Linked DNA regions of Mus musculus: all the other regions are linked to region 2. A link is a contact called in public HiChIP or PLAC-seq and promoter capture Hi-C data. All regions are on one chromosome and are shown on one strand. The core of a region is the stretch at or near the end of the contact, and the rest is flanking DNA. Distances in the headings are between cores, read along the strand shown. Region 1 holds the start of Cks1b (CDC28 protein kinase 1b). Region 2 holds the start of Adar (adenosine deaminase, RNA-specific). Region 3 overlaps Dcst2 (DC-STAMP domain containing 2).

Evidence for each region. Promoter capture Hi-C pulls out the DNA fragments that hold promoters and counts their contacts. HiChIP or PLAC-seq counts read pairs in DNA pulled down with a chosen protein or histone mark.
Region 1: a promoter capture Hi-C map of pre-B cells shows a contact between it and region 2, with 2.7 times the contacts expected there. The contact joins the promoter of Cks1b here to the promoter of Adar in region 2. A contact is called at or near these places in 16 of 39 promoter capture datasets (the 3T3-L1 cell line, 3T3-L1-derived adipocytes, the C10 cell line and 11 more), 1 of 484 Hi-C or Micro-C datasets (muscle stem cells), 14 of 115 datasets of contacts at active chromatin or transcription factors (the 230-238 cell line, PVALB interneurons, the SCID.adh cell line and 11 more) and 4 of 9 other capture datasets (adipose tissue, liver, macrophages and 1 more).
Region 3: an H3K4me3 HiChIP or PLAC-seq map of embryonic basal ganglia shows a contact between it and region 2, with 4 times the contacts expected there. The contact joins the enhancer-like site here to the promoter of Adar in region 2. A contact is called at or near these places in 1 of 484 Hi-C or Micro-C datasets (the G1E-ER4 cell line), 9 of 115 datasets of contacts at active chromatin or transcription factors (craniofacial prominence, embryonic basal ganglia, embryonic forebrain and 6 more) and 3 of 9 other capture datasets (adipose tissue, liver and pancreatic islet).

The regions. Positions count from the first base shown.
Region 1 is chr3:89,416,297-89,421,143 of GRCm38.p6, forward strand. It overlaps Cks1b (CDC28 protein kinase 1b), which reads right to left and starts at 1,995. Exons shown (of 3, transcript NM_016904.1): 1 at 1,859-1,995; 2 at 1-105. The coding sequence starts at 1,917. It also overlaps a transcript of Shc1 not described here.
Region 2 is chr3:89,728,694-89,733,127 of GRCm38.p6, forward strand. Adar (adenosine deaminase, RNA-specific) reads left to right here and starts at 2,025. Exons shown (of 15, transcript NM_001146296.1): 1 at 2,025-2,145. The coding sequence starts at 2,118.
Region 3 is chr3:89,377,170-89,381,750 of GRCm38.p6, forward strand. It overlaps Dcst2 (DC-STAMP domain containing 2), which reads left to right. Exons shown (of 15, transcript NM_001370853.1): 15 at 261-474. The coding sequence ends at 282. Zbtb7b (zinc finger and BTB domain containing 7B) reads right to left here. Exons shown (of 3, transcript NM_009565.5): 2 at 3,175-4,346; 3 at 475-2,825. The coding sequence starts at 4,340. The coding sequence ends at 2,357. Among named protein-coding and RNA genes, the nearest start is that of Gm15417, 12 kb to the right of the region's middle. Within about 2 kb of position 1,407, at least 281 of the 459 cell types and tissues checked have an H3K27ac peak or open chromatin away from gene starts, as enhancers often do. A contact at or near this core is called in the G1E-ER4 cell line, adipose tissue, embryonic basal ganglia and 5 more, where this site is marked.

The DNA of each region.
Region 1 (4,847 bases), core at 745-3,244, 310 kb before region 2:
ACCCATCCCTGACTCTGCTGAACGCCGAGGTTCCTCCATTCAGATTCAGACATCAGATGGGTTTTCGGGACCAGCTTGGCTATGTCCTTGGGCAACATGACATGCCTGTAACAGAAACATGGGGATGTGAGTGAGGACTGTGTCAGAGCTGTCAGTCTGCCAGACACTGACCTACATACTGAGAGCGGAGTGTGGCACACGTGCCATGATTCTGGCACTCGGGGATATGGCAGCATGACCGGGAGTTTCAGGCTATCCTGCGCTACAGAGAATCTGTGAAAATAAGTAACTAGCCCAGTGTGGGCACTCCTTTAATCCCCGCACTCAGGAGGCAGAGGCAGGTGGGTCTCAGTTGAGGCCAGCCTGGTCTACAGGGCAAGTTCCAGGACAACCACAGCAGCAGATGAACCCTGTCTCAAAAACACAAAACCAAACAACCACAACCACAACGAAACAACAACAAACAAAAACAAGAAAGAAAGCAAAACCAAAATAAAAACACCATGGGTTTTCACCACTTTCATAAGAGTTATTAAAACCACAAATGAGCAATTTGATGTGTGACTCCTGGGTATGAGATACTGACGATATTTGTTTCTCCTTTGATCACAGGCCTCACAGGCCTCTAGCTGGTTACCTACTCTAGGACTGTGTGGAAAGGCCTTTTACGGAACAGGTATGAAGACAAACATGCAAATGTTCATACTTCTAAGGGATGTGCTATGATACTTGGAAAATCCCAAGCTTTCCCAAACATAAGTTTATGGCAAAAAATTACCTGACTTGACTCAGGCTACCCCAAGTAGATTTACTTTATCATGCTCAGTGAAGATGTACTAAATGCTTCTTCCTTTGTGATAATAACAAGAGCCCCACCCCATTGTTGTCCAAATGTCAGAAAAGAGCTTCCATTCTAACTGTGACTTCGATACACAGAACCAAAAAAAAAAAAAAAAAAAGAAAAAAAAGAAAAAAAAGAAAAAAAAAAAAGAAACCCAAACAAACCCCTCCTTTAAACAAAAATGCCAAGGCTAAGCTGGAGTTACAGCTTCCCAGAGATGAAGCCACTCATTTCTCCAGCCATGCAAATGCTGTAAGTGTAACATTGTTACAGACGTGGAAAACAGCTGAGTACTTTACACTTGAGACAAGGTTCCATCTGTAGTGTGATCTGGGCTGGACCCTATGACAATCCTGCAGCCTCAGCTTCCAGAATGCTGAGATTAAAGATGTGAGCTACCGTACCAGCTTATCTTGCACCTTAACAGAAAACACTTGAAACCTCTATGCGCGCCATGAATGATCAAGTATTTGAAAGGTATCTACCCACGGCCACAGTCTTCATGCCACTCCAAGTCCTGTAAAAGCCTATCTAAAACAAGGCTGACAACTACTCATCTTTTTTATAAACTAAAAACCACCAACACTGAGGCTCTCTTAGAACCGTCCTTTCATCAAGAGCATGAAACTTTCAGTTCTGCACGGGCTACCTTCTTTCTCCCAGCAGACTTTGAGATTTCAGTAACGCGAGCAGTTCCTATTAGGGAAATCGCCACAACAAAGTTGCTTTAGTGATGTGAATTCCCAGAGGTAAAACTGATCAGAGCTACAAGACGCTTCAATTTAACAGCCGGCCAACTCTAAGTTCCCTTTCATTGTTTTACATCCTCCGTCCACCTTTTGCGCATGTGCTTTGCTGCTGTACCCAATCCCACCCCCACCCCACTCCCCGGTAATTCCTTGCGCACGCGCCCGTTCTACACTGTCCCCCGCCCCCATCCCCCGCCTCCCACTCCGGCCTAGGTAACTAACTCCTCGCGTGCTCTCTTTTGTCTGTAGTCCCCGCGCCGGCACTAACCGGTATTCGAACTCCTCGTCGTCGTATTTGTCCGAATAGTAGATTTGTTTGTGGGACATGATTGCTCTGTCCGAGGGCGCTCAGCCCCGCGCCGCAGGCCTCCAGACAACTCCCAGCAGCACGCGCTCCCACCCTCTTTGGCCTCGCTTTCAAACACACCGCCCGCACTTCCTATTGGTCTCTGCGGCCGAAGGCGGGACAGCTCCATTTTGAAGTCCTCGATTGGCTTGCTTTGGCGTCTCTTCAAGTCGTAAATGGAGTGCTGTGCTCAGGTTTCTGAAGAATGAGCTGGGTCAAACTAGGATTCTCATTGGCTCTCACTGCGCCCCTTGAGCCTGCTGGCGCAGCCATTGGCCAACTTTGGAAAGCAGACGGGTAAAGGAGGGACAGCGAGGTAGGGGGTCAGGGGTTAGTGAGGCCGGAAGTGAGTGTAATAAAGTTTGTCTGGGGAGGCCCAGGCTGGGGTGAAAGTTGGGGCGGTGACTTAAGCAGACAGTTGCGTGATCCGGAACCAGATCGGCCCGCGGTGCGGTGCGGAGACTCCATGAGACCCTGGTAAGTCTAGACTTTCTTTCTGTGGCGACCAACTCCTCTTCCACCCCGGAACCCCTCTCCCAGGACCCTACTTCCGGTCTTGCTGTATAAGTCCCGCCCCCGAGACCCCTCTCCGGAAGTCCCACCTTCCTACTTCAAGGGGCTCCCTGAACCCCGACTTGTCTCTTATGATCGCGACCACACCCTGTGGTCTTACTTTCCTGGGAATCGCACCCCCAGACGTGTTTCCCAGCACCATATGATTAGTCTTCCTTGTTCTCTCTCTGAGTCTGCCTCTTCAGGATTCTCGGTTGAACCCAGTCTATCCATTGCCTGGCTTCCAAAAGAGGGAAAACCGTGCTTTTGAAAGACCGATGTGACTTTGTAGAAGTGACGCCTCTTTGGGACCCCGCCCCTTTGGGACCCGCCCCTTCCACTGTCCACGTCCGATCCTGGGAATGTGCCGTACTCCCTGTTTAGGGACCTTGTCCCCTCAGGATTCTCCTTCCTCTTGGGCTTGGGTCAGTGCCGCAAAACCCAGGTCTTAAATGCCTGACGTTTCATCCGCTTCTATATCCCTCTCCTTGTTTTAAGCTTTGGGCTTAATTCTCCTGAGCTCTGGTGCTCCATAAGGTGGGGGGTTGAAATTTGTGGTTGTAAGGAGTGAGCTTATTAGCAGCGTCGCCCCTCTCCCCTCTTCGCCCACCCCCGTAACCTTCGAGAGTGAATTAAGTCGAAGGGACTGAATTTCGTTTACAGCTGGAGAGTGGATGAAGGAAAGGAGACTCTTGACTCCTTTGAGACCCCATCCCAAAGACAGCCATAGATGGCACCTTCCCATGCCTGGATTGGACTAAGCATTGGTTTGTGTGAGCCTAACGGGAGTCAAAGTTTTCCTGCTGTCAAAAGAAAAACTGTTTTGGAGACAGGAGTAGAGGTTCTCGTCCTTTCCGCTGTTTTTACAAGACCCCTCCCCCTATCCAGATATTCTAGTTTGGCATTCATCCTGGCCCCACTTGCCTAACCTTCCCTGCTGGAAACATTCCTGAGGCTTTCGCCATTTCCTGCTATTTCCTGCCCCTCCAGCTTCCTCCCTGCTGTGCCGAGGTGTTTAACGCGGCTTTTCTCCTGCCCTTACTACCTAGCCTTGGGTGCAGGAGGCAATCTCTAAGCAAACTTAAAGGCTCGTGTTGACTTTTTCTTCCAAATGCGGGCACCTCTTGCTCATCCCTGGCCTTCCGATATGAAAGCTCCCAGGAAGAGCCATCTCTCAAGATGACACCATGGTGTGTTTGTGTGATTGGGAGTGTAAGAGCTGAGGTCTTAGCAAACAGAATGACAGAATTTCTTTTCAGGAAGAGATGTGGTATTCAGTAACAGCTTTCCTGGGATGGGGACTAAGCACAGGGGAGAGAATGAAGGGTGGTATTTAAACTGCTTTAAGTGCTGCTGAAGAGGTCTGAAGGTAGACACTTTGAGCAACCTCCGCAGCCACAGCAGCGGTTAGGCAAGTGGAGGCAAACCCCGGTGATTGGTTCTCTGTAAGTTCCAGGCCATCCTGGTCAGCCTGGTCTACAAAGCAAGTTCCAGGGCAGTCAGTGTTGTTACATAGACAAACCCTATCTTGAAAAAACAAATAAGCAAAAAGTATCTTTTATTTCTTGTATTTGGTTTTTTTTTTTTTTTTTTTTTGGTTTTCGAGACAGGGTTTCTCTGTATAGCCCTGGCTGTCCTGGAACTCACTTTGTAGACCAGGCTGGCCTCGAACTCAGAAATCCACCTGCCTCTGCTGGGATTAAAAGGGTGCACCACCACACCCAGCTACTTTTTTTTTTTTTTTTTTAAGGGAATAAAGCGATAGTTTATTCTGGAGCTATTTTGATTGGTCACTTTCTTTAAGTTCCTGAATGGCCTTAAGCAGAGCTGTGGCAGGAAACTGTGGGCAAAGAAATATGGGTTTGGTATTATTATGCACTTATGGCCAGACTCCAACTTCTAATATCCCTTTCTCCTTCCTGTCTTTATTAACACAGATTTGTTTATGACCCTATTATCCCTTTGTGGCTTGTAGGCACCAGTTCTGTTTCTTTCCCCTACCTCCAAGGCCAACTCCTCCACTAGCCTGAGGTACACTGTCAGGTGGTTTACTGCCTGTAAGGAGTAACAATATATCTGTAGGTCCGAGGGGTGGCTGCATGTCTCTGTACCCTCTGGGGAAGCCCTACTCCCACCCCCCAAGTCTGTTGGTCCTTGGTGACTTGTAGAAACAGGCTTGCTCTAGCTCTTGTCTGGTAGCCCCCTGATGTACCACCAATAAATTGGCCTTTATTCCCATTTTAGCTTGTCTTTCCTCTTGGCTTTGCACTATATCCACTGGGACTTACTTTCTCTCCCTGGTTCTCTACTGTGGTCCACAGCTGTTGTGGTGGAGGATGCTAATGGCCCAGGTTCCCTG
Region 2 (4,434 bases), core at 775-3,274:
TATTGGAGGAGTTTTAGGTGACCCTGAACTGTATGAGACCCTGTCTCAAAAACAAAACAAAACCAAAAGCTGGTTGTGGCTATCAACATCTGTAGAACATCTCTCAGGGTCGGTATAGCTAGGTGATACATCATTCTTTTGTCTCCTGAAAGCCTCCCAGATTATTTGAGCAAGTTAGACTGCTGGGGAAGGCCCTGTGAGTTTAGAAAATGAATGTTTCGGGGCTGGAGAGATGGCTCAGTGGTTAAGAGCACTGACTGCTCTTTCAGAGATCTTGAGTTCAATTCCCACCAACTACATGGTGGCTCACAACATCTGTAATGGAATCTGGTGCCCTCTTCTGGGGTGTCTGAAGATAGCTACAGTGTATTCCTATACATAAAATAAATAAATCTTCCTGGCCTGCAAGCGCCAAGGGGGAGGTTGTGATACCTTATTTTAGACACAACTGAGTTAGTTATTTGGGTGGTGACTAAGGAGTAGCCCTCTGAATTGGAACCTGGCAGGAGGCTCCCAAGCTCCTAGGGAAGTAAGCTGCTTGTGACAGGACTGTCACCTGTTTGTTCCCAAGGCCCTCCAGTTGAGGGGAAAACCTGGAAAAGGTAAACAGCCCCAGGTTGCAGTGGAGGTGCCACCTAGTGAGGCTGGGAGAGTTAGGACAGTTATCAAGGGAGCGAGACAAAGTTTAGGAATGAGACTGTCTGCGGGTCCTCAGTGGATCATTAGCCCCCAGAACATTCCTTCCATTTAGAATGCCTTGGACTTGAACCTGTCTTGTGCAATACATGATTGACCTTGGTTTTGCTTGGTTTGGGACAGGAGGTCTTCTTTCAGTATTGTTACATTGTTTCCCATCTGCTGCATTTGGCTGTGGTTTTTACTTCAATTGCTGTGTAATATCCTAAGGTGGGAACATCTGCTTATTTTAGTTTGATTGCTTTCAGTGTTGTGTAGCTTATCCTGCTAAATGCATATAATGGTTAAACCATGGGGTGTGTTTCTAAGTAATGACTTCCTGCAGTGACTGGGGTTGCTCCTTCTTGGTCCTCCTATGTGCTAGTTAATGGTGCCACACTGGTGAGTGGACAAGAACACCTACTCACTGTGACCTTTCCTGAGTTTCCCTGATGGCACAAGATTGAGCTCTTTTCCTGTGTTGATTGCCATTTTTTATCCCCCCCCCCCCAAGTTTCTGTTCCGCAAATTGTTTTACTTAGAGTGCACTATTATCCACTCACCTATGACTGTCTGGGACTCACTGTGCAGGGGATATAGGCGAGAACAGCCCTGCCCACTGGAGTGCCCCCGGGAGCACTGAAGGCAGGCAGCTATACCAAACAGGGAGGACATGATTGGGAGTGACTTTTGAGCCATCCATCTTGCCCAGACTGCTACATGCTGGGGCTTCTACTTACACTGTGTGTGCTGCTGGGTGCTGACGTTGTAGCATACACTAGATGCCCAGACTGCCATATGCTGGCCTACTTGCACCATGTGCTGGGTGCTGACACTGGTACAAACGCATCAGGTACCCAGGGATATGGAAGTGGAATTCCTCTGAAGTCTCAAAAACAAAACAAGGAAAGGGGGAGGAACATTCTAGGCTAAAGAACAGAATACGTGAAGGTAAAGAATTTTATCTACAAAAAGATAGGAAGTTTGGAGCAGCCAACAGGGGGAATGAAGGACAGGCTAGTGGGGACAGGGCATTGGCCAATGGTCACTCTAGGAGTGGACAGACTTGTAAATCTCGCAAGCAGTAGGGATTAAACACGGAAAAGGAACTTCCTCACAGGGCGGAGAGGGCGCTGTTGAGTGAAGCTTTCCAAAATACCGTGAACAAAAATAAGCTTGTCAGTGAAGTAAATAGCTCCCAAGCTCTCAGAGAACGTATATAGTGCCCTGCTAGTGGAGGTGGAGTGGTGAGGAAGGCGGTGGGCGTGGACTACGGCGGCCCAGCCCTTATGGTGGGCAGGATGCTGCTGCTCGGCTACCGGGAGCAAACCCCTCCCTCCTCTTGGCCCAACAGTTGGGCGGGGAAGCCTTTTCAAGGAAACGAAAGTGAACTCTGGGGAGCCAGCCATCTTACGGCCACAGGTGCGGGCCTTGCCGGCACTATGTCTCAAGGGTTCAGGGGACCCACAGGTAAGCCCGCGGGGTCTGCACCCTCATATCTGGCTCGCGTAGTGTGAATTACGAGGGTCACGTTCTCCTTCTCAAGCCGAACTGCCAGCCCTTCTGGGGATTTCTGTTCAGTTAGTTCTTGTAGCTTTGAGCAGTCTCAGGAAGGAGGCTGGTCAGAAGATAGACCAGCGTCTAAGCCAGACAAGGACCCAGGCCGGGGCAGACACCCCTTCTCTTTCTGCTAAGACCCCTGATGCCTTGCTGAGCCGCTATAGCCCAACATGAGCAACTTTTCTCATGATCCTCTTTGCTTTTTCAACTTCCTGAGAAATTTAAATTATCTCAACTAACCAGCAGGGGGAAGTCTTTTGCTTTATGGCCAAGAAGGGTGTCTTTCTGTAGCGCACTGGGTAAGCTTCGTGGAATTCTACTTAGCACTAAAATGAACTTGTGATGTCGTACATGAGCCCCAGCTGCAACGTTCTGAACAGAAAAACCCAGATTCCGAGGATTCATGCTGTGCACAGCACTGGATCTGTCATTCTGGAAAGCAGCGGGGATGGAAACTGACCCTGTGGTGGGATTAGGACTGTTCCTTGCCTTGGTTTGACCATGCTGGTTTGTTTGCTTTTGAGGCAGTTTCTACTTGTCTTGTGTTGCCTTGATTGCCCTTGAGCAAGCCACCAGTCTTTTCTCCCTAGAGCTGGAATTGCAGGCATGTCCCACCCAGGTTTATCCTTCAAAATTTTAAAAAGCTATATGGGATGTACCAATAGCCTCACACTTGATAAGCAAATGCTCTACTACTGTGTGTGTGTGTGTGTGTGTGTGTGTGTGTTGTAATTTGGGGGGTATGATGGTACTCATGAGGCAGAGGCAGGTATTTCTGAGTCCCAGGCCAGCCAAAGCTGTGTAGATGGCCTCAAAAACACAAACCAAAAAAACCCTACTCCAACAACCAACTTTTAATGTTGCAGATGTACAGGCACACTTGTACTTCTTTCTACGACAAAGGACAGCCTCGGAACTGGGCCCTCAGGCTTCCAGGAATTTTTCTTCTTGGTCCCCTATACCCTCAAGTGTCTCACAATTACTGATTTTTATACCACACTGTGTTTTGTTTTGTTTTTCTTGGGTTCTGGAGATTCAGATTCAGGTCCTTAAGATTGTGTGGCAAACGCTTTACTCACTGAGTCATCTCCCCAGCTCTTAATGGTGTGTGTGTGTGTGTGTGTGTGTGTGTGTGTGTGTCTACCTTCCCTCAAAATATTGCAGGCATCTGACTTGAAGGAAAGCACTTTTTACATATACTACAGTATGCACCTATGGATCATAGATGGTAAAGACAAAGGACTTATCTGTTGGTCCTAGAGATGGAAGGCAGGATTAGAATGGTGTTTGAAGAGCCATGTTTGATATTATATGTTAGGATGGTAAGATTGCCAGTCACGACAGAAGGCTGTGGCCCAGCTCCTGTAGCCTTCAGGCGAGTCAGGAAGGCTGTGAGCCACGTCAGAGATAGCACTACATGTTCTGTTTCCTTCTCTGGTCCTACCTCCCCGAAATAACTGAGTAAATTCCTTAGTTTCATTTCTTCTGTGCCTATTCTAGTGTTTGTGCATATATGAACTCACTCTCTCTCTCTCTCTCTCTCTCTCTCTCTCTCTCCCTTCTCTTCCCCCCCCCCCCAAACCAGGTTTTTTCTTTTCAACAGAAGAAAGCTTAACTTACATGTACTCTACCATTTACACTTTTCACATATACAAATTTTTTGTAGTAAAAATGCAAATGTATCCAACACAGATGTTCAGAAATTGTGACTAATGTTCCACAGTGTGAGGCTGTTATAACTTATTCAACTACTTTGTAGCTACGCACATATATTTCCCAGATTTTGTCTGAAAATAGCCATTTAAATCAAGAATGTAGTTAGGGCTGGAGAGATGGCTCAGCAGATAAGAACAGTGGCTACTATTGTGTCACATTGTCCAGTTCTGGGGGGAGGTAGGGTCTCTGCCTTCTGTGGACACCAGACACACATGTGGTGGACAGACATAAATGCAGGCAAAGCACCTATACACATAAAAATAAAATAAGTGTAAGAAAAGTAATTTATCTAGAAACTGACTTTAACCTTGAAATGAAAATGTCTTCTTTCTAAGTTCACTCAAAAAACTAATTGGATCTCCTACAGCCCCCATTGTTGAGCTATGTGATTGGGCTACTCATGTCAAGCACCATGACACCTCTGTCCCAAGCCCTGTGGGATGGGCGCAGAAAGAAGACCAGGGATGGTCTTGTCTGTATGGG
Region 3 (4,581 bases), core at 157-2,656, 350 kb before region 2:
GTGCACGCCTTTAATCCCAGCACTTGGGAGGCAGAGGCAGGCGGATCTGTGAGTTTGAGACCAGTCTGGTCTACAGGGACAGGGCTACACAGAGAAACCCCGTCTCAACAAAACAGAGACAGAGTTATAAAAACAAAGAAGAGAGGAAAGGAAGAACTGGGATGGATGCCAGAAGGGCGGCAGTTAGGGCCCGAGCTGGGACGGTGGCAGAGGTTACCCACCAGTGACTTTGAGTTTACTGGTCCTTCCTCTCCTCCCAGGAACCAGGACAGAAAGCAGTGACTTCAGAGGAAGCGTCCACAGCATCTCCCAGAAGCTCATCTGGCTTTGTGGGCCTCCCCTTTCTCCCAGAACCCCAGGCACCACTTCGGAAATCCCTGTCCCCAAACAAGACCCCTCCCCAGCCTCAGACCCTCCCGACCCCTCCCACTGCCGCCCCCCTCCCCCAATAAAGGAACCAAAAGTGGACACAAATATGAATCTTAAATTATTATTATTTCTTCCTGTCACTTACACCCGAGGCAGGGGCAGGGGTAGATGAAGGGAATGGGGGAGGGGAATGCGTTCCCCCACTAAGGCACTGAGTGGGGAAGCCACAAGGAGAGAGAGTGGAGGCCACTGTCTCCACTCTCTGGGACTAAGCCCCAGGTTTCTCCAGCCCTGGGCTCCCCTATCACCTGAAATGCTAAGATGAGGCCCAGGGTACCTGACCTCCCTCCTAATATATTACATCATCACTTTTTAAATAGATACAGGGACTGGTCCCGCCACCCCTCCCTGTGTGGCCCTTCCCCACTGTTGGGGGTACCTGGGCAGCTGTGCAAATGGGCATGGAGGTGCATGGGGAGAGGAGAGCACCGGGCCCCTGAACCTGCCCCTTTCCAGGAGGGGGAAGGGCCACTAGGCCAAAGGGGTAAATAGTGCAAGGCAGAGCCCAGGCCGCAATGGGGGTCCAGCACCCAGCGAGGAAGGGGTGGGGTGAAGACTCTTCCCCACCCCAGGAAAACTGATAGTTAAAAATGTGAAATTGGATTTCAACAAGACCATCAGAAGAGGCTATGTACAGAACGGGGGTGGACTCAGTCCTAAGAGTGCCAGGCAAGGTCTGAGGAAAGGTTCCCTTACCTCTGGGTCTGCTCCGCAGCTCACTTTTCCCAGGGGCAAGTGAGTTGCCTTGCCTAGCCACCATGTTGGCAAGGGGGCACCCGTTCACAGGCCTAGATGGCTGGGTGTGACCCTAGCTCATGAAAAGTGGTCGCTGGGGGGTGGGGTTGGGGGGTAGCGCTCGCCCTTACAGGGCATGGCCACCAGATGGCGCTAGCTTGTCCGCTCCCTACAAGGCTACCTCAACCCCTCACCCCATCCCACACCCAGCGCCCGCCAGCCCGGGGGCGGCGTGAGTCAGGGGCAGCAAGCAGCAGAGGCGGCTCCCGCTTGCACCTGGGCGGGGAGGTAGGGAGGAGAAGAGGGTAAGACGCCCGGCCCGCCCTGCCCTCTGGCCCCAGGGAGGGAGCGCCAGGAACAAGACATTCCCTGCCCCGGGACGCGGGAGGGAAGAGGTGGAGAGCTCCCTTAGCTGGGCGGAGACCTTCTGCTACCCCCAGGGGCGGGCGAGCCAATCAGGCCACCCTGCCCTCCTCTTCTCCAGGACCCCATGACTCAGCGTTGGAACTGGGTGGAGGGGGACTGGGATGGCTCCGTCCTTACAGGCCCAGTCCCCACCGCCGCCACCCCAGTCTTTCAAGCCTCTACCTTGTTTCCCCCCTCTTACCCTTCCTTTGCCACCCCCCTTTGCATAATTTACGGCCAGGAAAAAGGAACAGAAACCAGGAAGGAGGGGTCTCGGAAGGGAGGGGCAGTCCACCCCTTCACAGCCAAAACCCAGGGGGCATGGGAGTAGAGCAAGGATTTGGTCCTAAGCCCCAGCCTCCTAGAAACCCGCATAGCCGAAGTGGGACCCCACAAATCAGAGATAGATTATTGCTTCAATTCCCCAGTAGTGGCTGGGGACAGGGACCCACCTTTATTGTGTGTGTATATATATGTGTGTGTGTGCAGAGAGTGTGTGTAACACACACACGCGCGTGCACACACACACACATATATATATACACACACAGACAGACAAACAGACATATATTTCATGTTTAACTCCTTGGGTGATCACCCCAATCTAGAGAGCTTGTGCCCCAAAACCTCAGCTTGTAATTGGAATGAAGGCTCTGGGGGGAAGAGGCGTTCGATTCTGATACCAACAAGGTTCAGCACCCCCGACCCCGATACCACTTGTTTTATGTGCTCCCCGTTGCTTGGCGTGGTGTCCCAGGCTGTTCCAGCCTGCCCATTCATCCCTCTTTTAAGAGGACTCCATGGCACCTTCGGCCTGTGGTGTGGTGGGTGTCCCTTCCTCTTCCTCCTCCTCAGGGGGCCCTTGTGTAGTGACTGGGGGTCCCGTGGTGGCCGACTGCTCCCAGAATCGAGCCAGAGAGAGGTGGAAGGTGTCCAGGTGGCCATTGGAAAGGTCGAGGCCAGCAGGGGATGAGGTGGTGGTCGAGGGCGGTGGGTAGTGAGGGGCTGCCACGTCATCCTTGCGGCGCCTTCGGGTGCGCACCTCCAGGCAGTTCTGACCCTTGAGATGGCGCTGCAGGTGGTCCTCCTTGGCGAAGGCCTTGTGGCACAGGTGGCACTCATAGGGCCGGTCCCCGGTGTGCAGGTGCATGTGGTTCTTGAGGTCGTAGCTATGCAGGAAGCGGGCTGGGCAGTGGGGGCACGAGTAGGGGCGTTCTCCTGTGTGCTTCCGCATGTGGATCTTCAGCTTGTCATTCCTAGTACGAGCAGGGGAAAGGGCAGACACTCAGGATTCAGGATAGGATCCCCAGGGCATTTTAGCCACGCCCCCGGGCCTTGACCCACCCTTGTTCCTCACTGCGGTTTCCCCATTGCTGCCCCAGGAGACCCTTTTTGATTAGCCCTTAGCTCAATGGGCCCTGGCACTATGAGCTCCTCTGCTTCCAGTTCAATCTTCTTGGGAACTAGCCCACTCCCGAGCATGCCCTTGTTTGCCTCTTTTGGCCTCCCACCTCATTCTAGGAACCCACCAGAGAGCTGGCCCCCACACCAATCATTGTACAGCCACCCTCAGCCCATTCTGGGCTGTCCCCACCTGGTGCTCACCTGGTGAAGCGGACGCCGCAGACCTCACAGGCAAAGGGCTTCTCACCAGTGTGGGTCCTCATGTGCCGAGGCAGTTTGCCTGCCCCGTGGATTATCTTGTGACAGACTGGGCACTCTTGGGGCATCTGTGAACGGCGTTTACGCACCAGCTTGTCTTGGCCATCCAGGCCTGGTGTCAGGGCGTCCTGGTGCAGCGAACTTAGGTAAGCCATCAGGTCGGGGTCGATGGGATCTTCATCTGAGCCCAGCTCCTCTGGTGATAGCGAGGGCTCATTACTCTGGGCTAGCCCGTAGCCTGGGGGGTATGCCATCTCCTCCTCTTCTTCCTCACCTTCAAAGACTTCATAGTTCAGGGGCCCCTCGGCAGGTGAGGCGGCACCTGTAGGAGGACTATAGCTATCTCCGAGCCCACTGCCCCCACTGTTACCCAATCTACCAACCATCTCTTCTTCTTCGTAGGTCAAGGGATGGGTGAGTACTGTGGGTGCCTCAGGGACCAGATGGTTTGCTCGGGCCCCTTTGGTTTGAAGAAAAGCTTTCCGGGGTTTGCGGCTGCGACGGGCAACAGGTCGAGGTGGCGGTGGCGGCGGCGGTAGGAGGGGCACCTGTGGAGGGCTGTCTTCACCGTTGGGCATTCCTGAGGTTGAGGCTGTGGTGGTGGCAGTGGCAAAAGCCTCCAGGTACTGTCGGGCTCGCTCACAGTCATCCTCATCGGGGCTGGGGGCTTCCAGCCCACTGCCTTGTAGAATCTCCATGCAAGCAGCGATGACACACGGGATTTCCAGTAGCCGAGCAGCTTGGAGTACAGCCGGCATATTGGCGCTGCTGGTGGTCAGTGTGGCTGTGTAAGCAAACTCGAGCAGGGCACCTAGGGCCTCTGGCCCTACAAAGTCCAGCTCACACACACCGGCCCCTGCTCCCCCAGAAGCCGTCCCACCACCCCCTGTTCCCATCACGGTTCCCCCTCCTCCCTCCGTAAAGAGCTTCTTGAAGTAGTGGCTACAGGCAGCCAGCACAGCCCTGTGGGTGCGGTACTCAAGACCCTGCGTCCTGATGGTGAGGTCGCACAGATGGCCCAGCTGGCGCTGCTCGTTCAGGCAGCTCAGGAGCTCGCTGCTGTGGTCTGGGAATGGGATTCCAATCAGGTCATCCTCGGGGCTCCCCATCTTCTCCTGCAGGGTCAAGTAGAGGGTGAGGTTAAGAGAGATGGCACTGACTGCTCTTCCAGAGGCCCTGAGTTCAATTCCCAGCAACCACATGGTGGCTCACAACCATCTGTAATGGGGTCTGGTGCCCTCTTCTGGTGTGTCTGACGAGACCAATGGTGATGTACTCATATATGTAAATTAAATAAATCTTTAAAAGAGCGCGAGTGCTTATTCTGGCCCATACCCTCCCAAACCACCT